Regions from separate parts of the Mus musculus genome. Here regions 1 and 3 are each linked to region 2. The links are chromatin contacts, called in public HiChIP or PLAC-seq and promoter capture Hi-C maps. All regions are on one chromosome and are shown on one strand. Each heading gives the region's core, a stretch centred on a gene start, on an enhancer-like site or on the middle of the called end of the contact. The rest is flanking DNA. Distances are from core to core; before and after follow the strand shown. Region 1 has its middle 85 kb from the start of Tmem182. Region 2 holds the start of Mrps9 (mitochondrial ribosomal protein S9). Region 3 has its middle 40 kb from the start of 4930448I06Rik.

Evidence for each region. Promoter capture Hi-C pulls out the DNA fragments that hold promoters and counts their contacts. HiChIP or PLAC-seq counts read pairs in DNA pulled down with a chosen protein or histone mark.
Region 1: a contact with region 2 is called in a promoter capture Hi-C map of cranial neural crest. The contact joins the enhancer-like site here to the promoter of Mrps9 in region 2. A contact is called at or near these places in 11 of 39 promoter capture datasets (the 3T3-L1 cell line, the C10 cell line, cranial neural crest and 7 more) and 6 of 115 datasets of contacts at active chromatin or transcription factors (the NIH/3T3 cell line, astrocytes, embryonic forebrain and 2 more).
Region 3: an H3K4me3 HiChIP or PLAC-seq map of neural tube shows a contact between it and region 2, with 9 times the contacts expected there. The contact joins the enhancer-like site here to the promoter of Mrps9 in region 2. A contact is called at or near these places in 8 of 39 promoter capture datasets (the 3T3-L1 cell line, cranial neural crest, embryonic stem cells and 5 more), 5 of 115 datasets of contacts at active chromatin or transcription factors (astrocytes, embryonic forebrain, embryonic limb bud and 2 more) and 1 of 9 other capture datasets (embryonic tail).

The regions. Positions count from the first base shown.
Region 1 is chr1:40,889,207-40,891,906 of GRCm38.p6, forward strand. No RefSeq gene overlaps it. Among named protein-coding and RNA genes, the nearest start is that of Tmem182, 85 kb to the left of the region's middle. Within about 2 kb of position 1,300, at least 6 of the 459 cell types and tissues checked have an H3K27ac peak or open chromatin away from gene starts, as enhancers often do.
Region 2 is chr1:42,849,806-42,852,505 of GRCm38.p6, forward strand. It overlaps Mrps9 (mitochondrial ribosomal protein S9), which reads left to right and starts at 1,428. Exons shown (of 11, transcript NM_023514.4): 1 at 1,428-1,621. The coding sequence starts at 1,487.
Region 3 is chr1:41,139,483-41,142,269 of GRCm38.p6, forward strand. No RefSeq gene overlaps it. Among named protein-coding and RNA genes, the nearest start is that of 4930448I06Rik, 40 kb to the right of the region's middle. Within about 2 kb of position 1,264, at least 13 of the 459 cell types and tissues checked have an H3K27ac peak or open chromatin away from gene starts, as enhancers often do. A contact at or near this core is called in neural tube, where this site is marked.

The DNA of each region.
Region 1 (2,700 bases), core at 50-2,549, 2.0 Mb before region 2:
TAAGCCAGAATAAGTTGTATAAAATCATTCAAAACACCTCCTGAAAGTTAAAAAAAAAAAATCAATCATATGTTTCTCTCTGTCACATTTTGGGTCTGAACTAATTTATTTGATGATACATCAATGATGAGAAGAAAACAGGAATATTTAAGAAATTAATGATATGGTGCCATGGATCTTCTGCCAACCACTTACAAAAAGAAGCCAAAATATTAATGGTATAAAATATGTTTCTATACATTTGGAATCTTAATGAGAGTCTTCTGATGTGTTGCGGGTCGGGTGCCAAATCCGCCTATACTCCAGTAGAGCTCAGGTATGGAGGAGAACCATGTGCAACTCGGATGAAGGTGAACTGAAAAGTTAATATTCATAGGATTTTAGTCAGAGCACATTCGTTAGAGGAAAAGGTAGAGAGAGACCTAAGGGATTATTCAGTTTGTGTTTGGTGAAACACAAAAGACGTCTCATAGTTTGCTGAGGAAAACTGTGGCGCTTCTTTCACTGGGTCCTCTCTCCCTTAATTTAGACTCTTGCTGGGTGATTCTTGCTTCTACACTGTAATTTCCAGTTTCCCCTAAATATAGACTCTGGATCCAAGCCATCCTAATTAAACAGCGAGGTTCTTTCGTAGCGAGCTCGGATGCTTCCGAAATCAATTTCAAGCTTTACGCGGTAGGCATGTGACCTGCCTCTTTGCCTATCCCTTTATCTGTTTATCTTGAAATGGTCAATTTCGAGTAATATTTTAACGGCAGGTTTGCACGACTTGCGGGGGGGGGGGCGTCTGGTTGATTACATTTCCTATATTACATGTACATGTAATTATTAACCTTGCTATGTTCGGGGAGGAGGTTCGAGGCAATCTTCACACTTTTCCCATCCTGAAGTAGACATCCATCCCTTTCAGTAGGAAGTTAAGTCTTTGTATTATAAATGAAGAAAGTGAGATAAAATGTTTTTTAGCCTAAGGCTACCCGGAGAAACACGCATCAGATCCTTTTGTTGTGGCACAGAATTCATGTCTTTTCTTGACACACAGCTGTTGGAGATAATGGGATTTTCACTAAGGGAATAGAAGGTGAGAGCGACTCAAACACCAGAAACTCCCGCACATGCCAACTGCAGGAGCAAGCTGGAGGCTGGGAGGCAGCGCTTGGGGGCTGGCTCAGGAGCCCTTGTTCCTTTGTGCCATTCTCAGAGCTGGCTCAAGTCTCCCAGAGGGCATCCAGCCTGGGAGTTCAGGACCTGAGCATGCGCTCAGCATTCCCTGCTGCCATGCACCTCAGAGAACACCACACAGCTCTCTTTGGGCTCTGGTTATTGCAGACAGCCGTTTGCTCTGACTACAGCTGGGGATGGGGAAGAAGGAGGCGATCCAAATTCTACAGGAAGGCTGCAAATCATTTTCTCTGTAACCCGAAGTCCCCGTATCTGTTGCGGGAGCCATTTGAGAGTACCTTTAAATAGACTTGGATTTGTCCTTTGACTTTGGCTTCCAGAATGTAATTTTACTCTCTTTCTCTCTGATTGTGGTGAGGTGGTGAGCACCGCGGCTGTCTTTTTAAATTGCCTTTGAAAGGCAACGACTTCTGAAGCAGCTCTTGCTTGCCCTGAGGCTTAGGAGGTCAAGGAGCAAAATTCAGACACATGGTGAGCCAGAGTTCTCCTCAAAGTGTTTGTGGTCCCCGGCCACGCATTAGAATACCACTTCAGGGATTCTGAAATAGCTAATACTGGGAAACCTTCTTCCCACAGGCTAAATCAATTTCTTCAGGATGGGCTAAGGGCACGGGTGAATTTCTAAAAGTTCCACTAGTGACTTGAACTTGCAGTCGGGTCTGCAGATGGCTGTGCTCATGGAAAACCTTGGTGATTTCAGGGGCCCCGGTGAGAGTCACGGCCTCCAGCTGAATTGCTGACATCTAAAATTAATTTCGGAATGCCTTACTAAAAACAAAATAACCCCATCTAAGAAAGCAACCTGGAAATGTGGAATGAACAGGCAGGACAAAGATGAATCCTAAACCTGTCCTTAACTGTTCAATAGCTCAGTCAGTACTCTACACGCTCTGCAGTCTATAGGCTTGGGTGTCCTCTGTGTGGGTTAAAGTTAAGAAGAAATAGCAGGAGAGAAAGAGATGTTTTAAGAAATGAGAGGAAAAGGGTATGGGCTCAGACGGAAGGGTTGGTGGGGAGCAACTGGCAGAAGGTAGGGACAGAAAATATAATTGGAATATATTGTATGAAAAAAAATCCATTGTCAATAAAATACTACTACAAAATGATTATGCTAAGCCTGTTGGTACAGGTCTGGGATGCTAGGTACCCAGGAGGAGGAGCAGAAGGCTTGCCAATTCAAGGTCTTCTGGTTAGAGAGTGAATTCAAGGCCAGCCTTTGGAATTTAGGGATACATGTCTCGAAGTATTAAAATACACACACACACACACACACACACACACACACACACACAGGAGGCCAGGAGAGGGATGACTCCATGGAGGAGATCCTGTGGTACAGCTGGGATGGTCAGAGGTTCAATCCCCAACATAAAAAACCAAAACACAGTTTTGAGGTGTTAATGGTTCTCAGAGTTATAAAACTAGACCCACCTAGAACTTGATAAGATCTAGATTGTTAGGTCCCATCCCCAGATAGGAACATATGATTATCAGAATCTGCAGATAATGCTCACACCC
Region 2 (2,700 bases), core at 178-2,677:
TAAGGAGGGCTGCAGAGGGAGGGAAGGTGGGTGATCTACCAGGGTCTGTTTAGTCCCCTGGGAATGGGATCAGAGAGTGAGAAGAGGCCACAGCAGTTCTGCTACAGATAAGACTAGAGGATTGGATTTGGAGAGATAGAGGGAGAGGTAAAGATCTGGAGTTAGCCTACCTGCTTTTCTGGCCAGCACTGCCTCGCCTCTAACTTATTCTTCTTCTCCAAATACTAGTCCTGGACTTCTGCCACTGAATGAAGAGATTTTCACTAATGTAAAGGAAACAAACAAAGGGGAAAATAATGATTTCCCCCCTTTACTACAAGCATCCTATTTGGAGGGGTTTTTTTTCTTCTATTTTTCTGAAGCTATGCAATTTCTATTTCCCTAGAGCTGTTTTATGAGGTGATAACTGTACGATGCCAGCACTTACTTCATAACTTAAAAAACAGATTTCTAATTTACATGTATAAATATTTTGCTTGTATGTATATGTGTCTGTACATCACAGACATGGTTGATCCCCTTGAAATTCAGAGAAGGTGTCAGATTGTTTAGAGCTGTAATTATAGATAGATAGGTAGATAGATAGATAGATAGATAGATGTGATAGATAGATAGATAGATAGATGTGATAGATGTGATAGATGTGATAGATAGATAGATAGATAGATAGATAGATAGATAGATAGATAGATAGATGTGATTTTCCACAAGAGTTCTGGGGACCAAACCCAGGTCCTCTGAAAGAACATAGAGTGTTTTTAACTTCTCAGCCTCTTACTCGGTCACCTTGATCTCGTTTTCTGAGTATGTTTTAAACTTCTAATGATAATTTCAACATTATCAAATTATTCAATGATAATTTTCAACATTGGAAAACCCTTTAAGAGTGATTTATTCAACCACTTGTATCTGGTAGAGATAACCCTAGACTTAGGGTTAGGAAGTTCAAGTTTCAGAAGGCAAAGACAGTTCCTGTGTCTGCAGCCACTCTTAATGGCTTTAAGGCTCAGAGGCAATCAGGGAGAGCCATGAAGTTGAGCAGGGAGGTGCTTTTCCTCAGCCTGTGGGTCAGACAGCTAAGAGTCAACACAATGTGTTGGAAGCCAGAATGGTTAGTTGCTGGAAGAAGAATGTCTTGAAACAGATCTTTAAAACGGGCAAGTTCAAGGGGGAGCAGAAGGCCCTTGCGGGAAGGCAAGCGGACAGGAAAGCCAGCTTGGATTGTTGGAGTGAGAATAAGACTGTGGAAGGCTTGTCTGAGCGTGGGTACCAGGAACTCAGCTAGGACTACAGCTGCTAGTAAGCCGAAAGCCATGTGCAAGGCAACCTGCTGCCGCGCACCCAATCAGCGGCGAGGGGCTGGACTACAGAACTCCGCCCCTAGTTGCAATTGCTAAGGAAGCGCTTCCGCCTGGGAGGTCTGCGCCTGCGCAGTCTCCAGGCTCCACCCCTTTCCCCTCCCGCCAGGATGTTTCTTACGGCCAACATGGCCGCCCCCTGTGTGTCCTGCGGCCGAGTGCTTTCCCTTTGGTTCACTCCCGCTGTTAGAGCTAGCCTCTGCCAGAGGCCCGGGTACTGGACAGCCTCGGCGGTTGGCTGGCAGACAGGGACCAGGTTCCAGGTAAGGTCCTGGGAGCTGGAGCTGGCGGTCCGTGTGGTAGGGTGACGTGAAGCCGGCCCACCTTCCAGGGCTGCCAGAGCCCTCAAGGTAGAGGTCGGAGGTCACGCTTGGGGATCGGGGAATCGGCCGCGGACGGATCCTCTGCAGCCTCTCCCTGGGCTTTGAGGAGCAAAGGGTTCGGCAGATGGAGTTGGGTGGCTGCCTGGGTCTTGTGATTCGTCCCGGGGAGAAGGGGAGCCGAACTCTGCGCGACCCGGAAGATGTCCTGGGCAGAGTCAGTCTGTGGAGCGAACTGAGACTTTTTACAAGTGCTCTGCGTTTGCGGAATTTCAGTTTTTGTAATTTTCCCGAAACTTGTGTGTGTGTGTGTGTGTGTGTGTGTGTGTGTGTGTGTGTGTGTGACATTAGGAGAGCAGAATTTGACCGCTTCGCTCAATTCCGGGGTCGGTGTGAAGCTGGGATTTCTAGCTTGAGTCTTTGCTTGTCGCCCGTTTAATGTGGCTCATTAAAAGTGGGAGAAAACGAGCTTCGGCTGTAATTGCACTTAAAGTGTCTGTGGCATATTCTACCGGAGATTTCCAGTAGTCCTTTCGGTGGGTGTGCCCGTGACACAGGAGGAGACCTAACTTTGAAGTCCTGTTACCTTGCAGGTTCTAATGGAAACCCAGGGAATAGCGCGCAGATGGTGTCCTGCAAGAGTAGGCAGATGAACAGGCCGAAAGAGAGGTCTCAAGAGATTGAGAACACGCGGTCAAACAAGTGGGGGTTGGAAAACAGAACAGTTTGAGTAGAAAGAGTACGAAATGTTGGAAAAGCAGTACTACCACCAGATATTGCCGAGAAGTTAAACGCTGGATCTTAGAACTGTTTTACAAAATGACTGGCCACCTTTTTCTGTTATTTGATGTTGTAACATAAACCAATTTGTCCATTGATCTGTTAAACATCTGGGTTTCTTGGTTTTGAAAATTGGAAAATGTGTTGGACATTTTTATTTCTTCTATACATCTCTTTGAGACACATAATTGCATATGAGAGGAACTGTAGCATACAAAATATGTTTATTGGTAATGATTATA
Region 3 (2,787 bases), core at 14-2,513, 1.7 Mb before region 2:
GCAGTCTTCAGGCTTAGATCCTAAGAATGACAACCCAGAACAAGGGGTGTGAGGGCACTTAGAGGAATAGCGAGTTCAGAGATTCACACAGGACAACCTGTTTAGGAACTGAGAGGAATGGACAGAGAGGAAGAGGAAGAGGAAACTGGGTTTCCCAATGACTTGGGAGACTCCATTCTGTAGCTTAACAGTGAGAAGAAGACTTTGTAGGGTCTCAGAGTTTGCACAAGTGGGGTGATTTGTACTGGGGCAAGCACTTAAGATAGAGGGATCCAGGGGCAGCAGTTCTCAACCTTCCTGATTCTGTGACCCTGTAGTACAGTCCCTCATGTTGTGACTGCTGGAGAACAACTGCAAGAGATCAAAGGGGAAAGCAGAGGCAGGACAAACATGATCTGGTGAAGGAGCAAATGGAGCCCTGAAACAAAGGGCAGGGATTTAGCCTACACCCTATGCCTGCTGTCTTCCATTATCTGTTGCATACTTCTACCCCTATGTGTTGTATAGCTCTCACTGGGATCGGCCTACCTCACAGGAAGATGGCCGATTTCTCAATCCCTGAAAATTTAATGCAAATTCATCTGGCAGGAAAATCTGGACTGAGCAGACACATGGTTACTTACAGTTTTTATTCTGCTTGCACGGAACATTTTGATACAGAATTATGTCTGTGTTTTATTACTCCAGACCTCATCAGGGAGGTATATAATATGTAGTATACATATCATTTTACTTGTGCAGATTCTGAGATACTCTAGATTCAAAAATACATCTGTTCCAAGGGTTTAATGGACCTGTAACTGTAGTTTTAAAAACCAGGCTTACACACAGACTTAATGGAAGTCTCTGAGTGGAATCGAAACCCACCCTAGGTTGTTGGCTCAATGCTCTTGTGCATACTACTGACAGCCATCTTCACCTACCTTGACCGTTGTTTGTCCCCTTTCCAGTCATACGTAAGCTTCACACTTACTGCCCATTTGCCCTCTCTAATTAGGAAATGTAGAAACCAGGGAGGTGAGAGGGAATAGACAGAGGGGAAACTTTTCTTTTCCTCCTGGTTACTCTGTTTCCTTTCCTGAGATTGCATAGCACTTTCTGATTAATGTACAGCAAAGCTGCTCACCTTCTTTTATCACAATCCTCTTTCAGAACCATCTGTTCCACAAGGCATCTCAGCCACATTAACCAAATGCTGGCACTGCACTGCGTTTTATTGTTCCTTGTCTCCTGTGTCCTTGTGTGCATTCATATGGTAATCCCCCCAAAGAAAATACTTGCTTTGTTCTATCTGCTGTCTGAGAACACCCACCACTGAGCTGCCCTCCACTCATGCCCTGTGTAAATAATGGATTAAAAACAACACTACCCCCACCACTGTCTTGTATCCCTGAGGTTTAAGGATCACTACTTGTCATATCTCTAAGACAGTCTATAATCCCAAGAGGAAACTTTAGAAAATGGTGATTGTTTATTTAAGTAAGTGTTTTCAGCAATTTTACAGTAATTTACATTATTTTGGAAACAAATTGATGTTGGTCAAAAAGAAGCATCAGTGTCTACCCATGACCCACATCAAGTGACAATGCCACAAGAATCATAGTTGAGTTTCCCCAGTGAACCTAAAGTCACAGGATCACATTGTTAAGTAGCCACCTTCCACACAAGAAGGAGGGGACTCAAGTCAAAGGGCAGGACACAGAGTAGGCACAGTTAGATGATATGCAATAACTATGTAGATGAGGTTATATAGTTAAGGTTATGTGATGGTTTGTCAGAAAAATAAAGGAACTAAGAAAAGGTAACAAGGTTACTCTGCAGAGAGAAGAGGAGGCTACACTGTGATTCTATGATAGCAGAAAGTAGATAAACCTGGGCATGGTGGTCCACATCTTTAAACCCAGCACAGAAACAGGCAGAATTAGGGAAGTCAAGGTCTATATAGTGAGTTTCAGGGAAGCCCAGACTTTGTCCAAAAATAAGGAGGGAGAGAGGAGGAAGAAGAGAAGGGAAGGAGGAGAAAGAAGAAAAAGAAGTAGGAGGAAAAGGAGGAGGATAAGGAGAAGAAGAAGAAGAAGGAAGAAGAAGAAGAAGGAGGAGGAGGAGGAGGAGGAGGAGGAGGAGAGGAAGAAGAGGAGGGAAGGAGGAAGAGGGGAGGAGGAAGAGGAGGAGGAAGAGGAGGAAGAGGAGGAGGAAGAGGAAGAAGAGGAGGAGGAGGGGAGGAGGAGGAAGAGGAGGAGGAGGAGGAGACAGCAAAATAATATACATTGCTAACTTCACAAAAATAAGCAAAAGTACCAGTCCTGCAGGCACAGATACATAGCCTCAGCCTCTTGGGGAAGGAAGGTAGAAAGATTTTAAGTGCAAAGCCTTCTTGGCTATACAGTAAATTCAATGCAATCCTGGGCATCTAGTGAGACTTTGTGTCAAATAAAAACCTCTGACCAAGGAGCTGTGCATATAGGTCAGTGTGCAGAGCACTTGCTTGGAAAGTGTAAGGAATCAGTCTGCAACCCCAGATCTGAAAATAAAAATCACACAGAGGAAATGATAGGATAAAAAAATGCTTATTGAATGCACAACATGCCAGATACATTTTGGTTTCATGAAGATGGTCCCATTTTACCATCCAAGTACAACATGCCAATGACGTGATTTTGTACATTCTTTAGATAAGGAGACTGAATCATGGTTGAATCTGTAAACCACTAATTAATGGTGACGCAAAAGATCAACTGCAGCTGTTGGATTCCAAAGACAATGATTTCTTCAAGTTTGCTCGGTTAG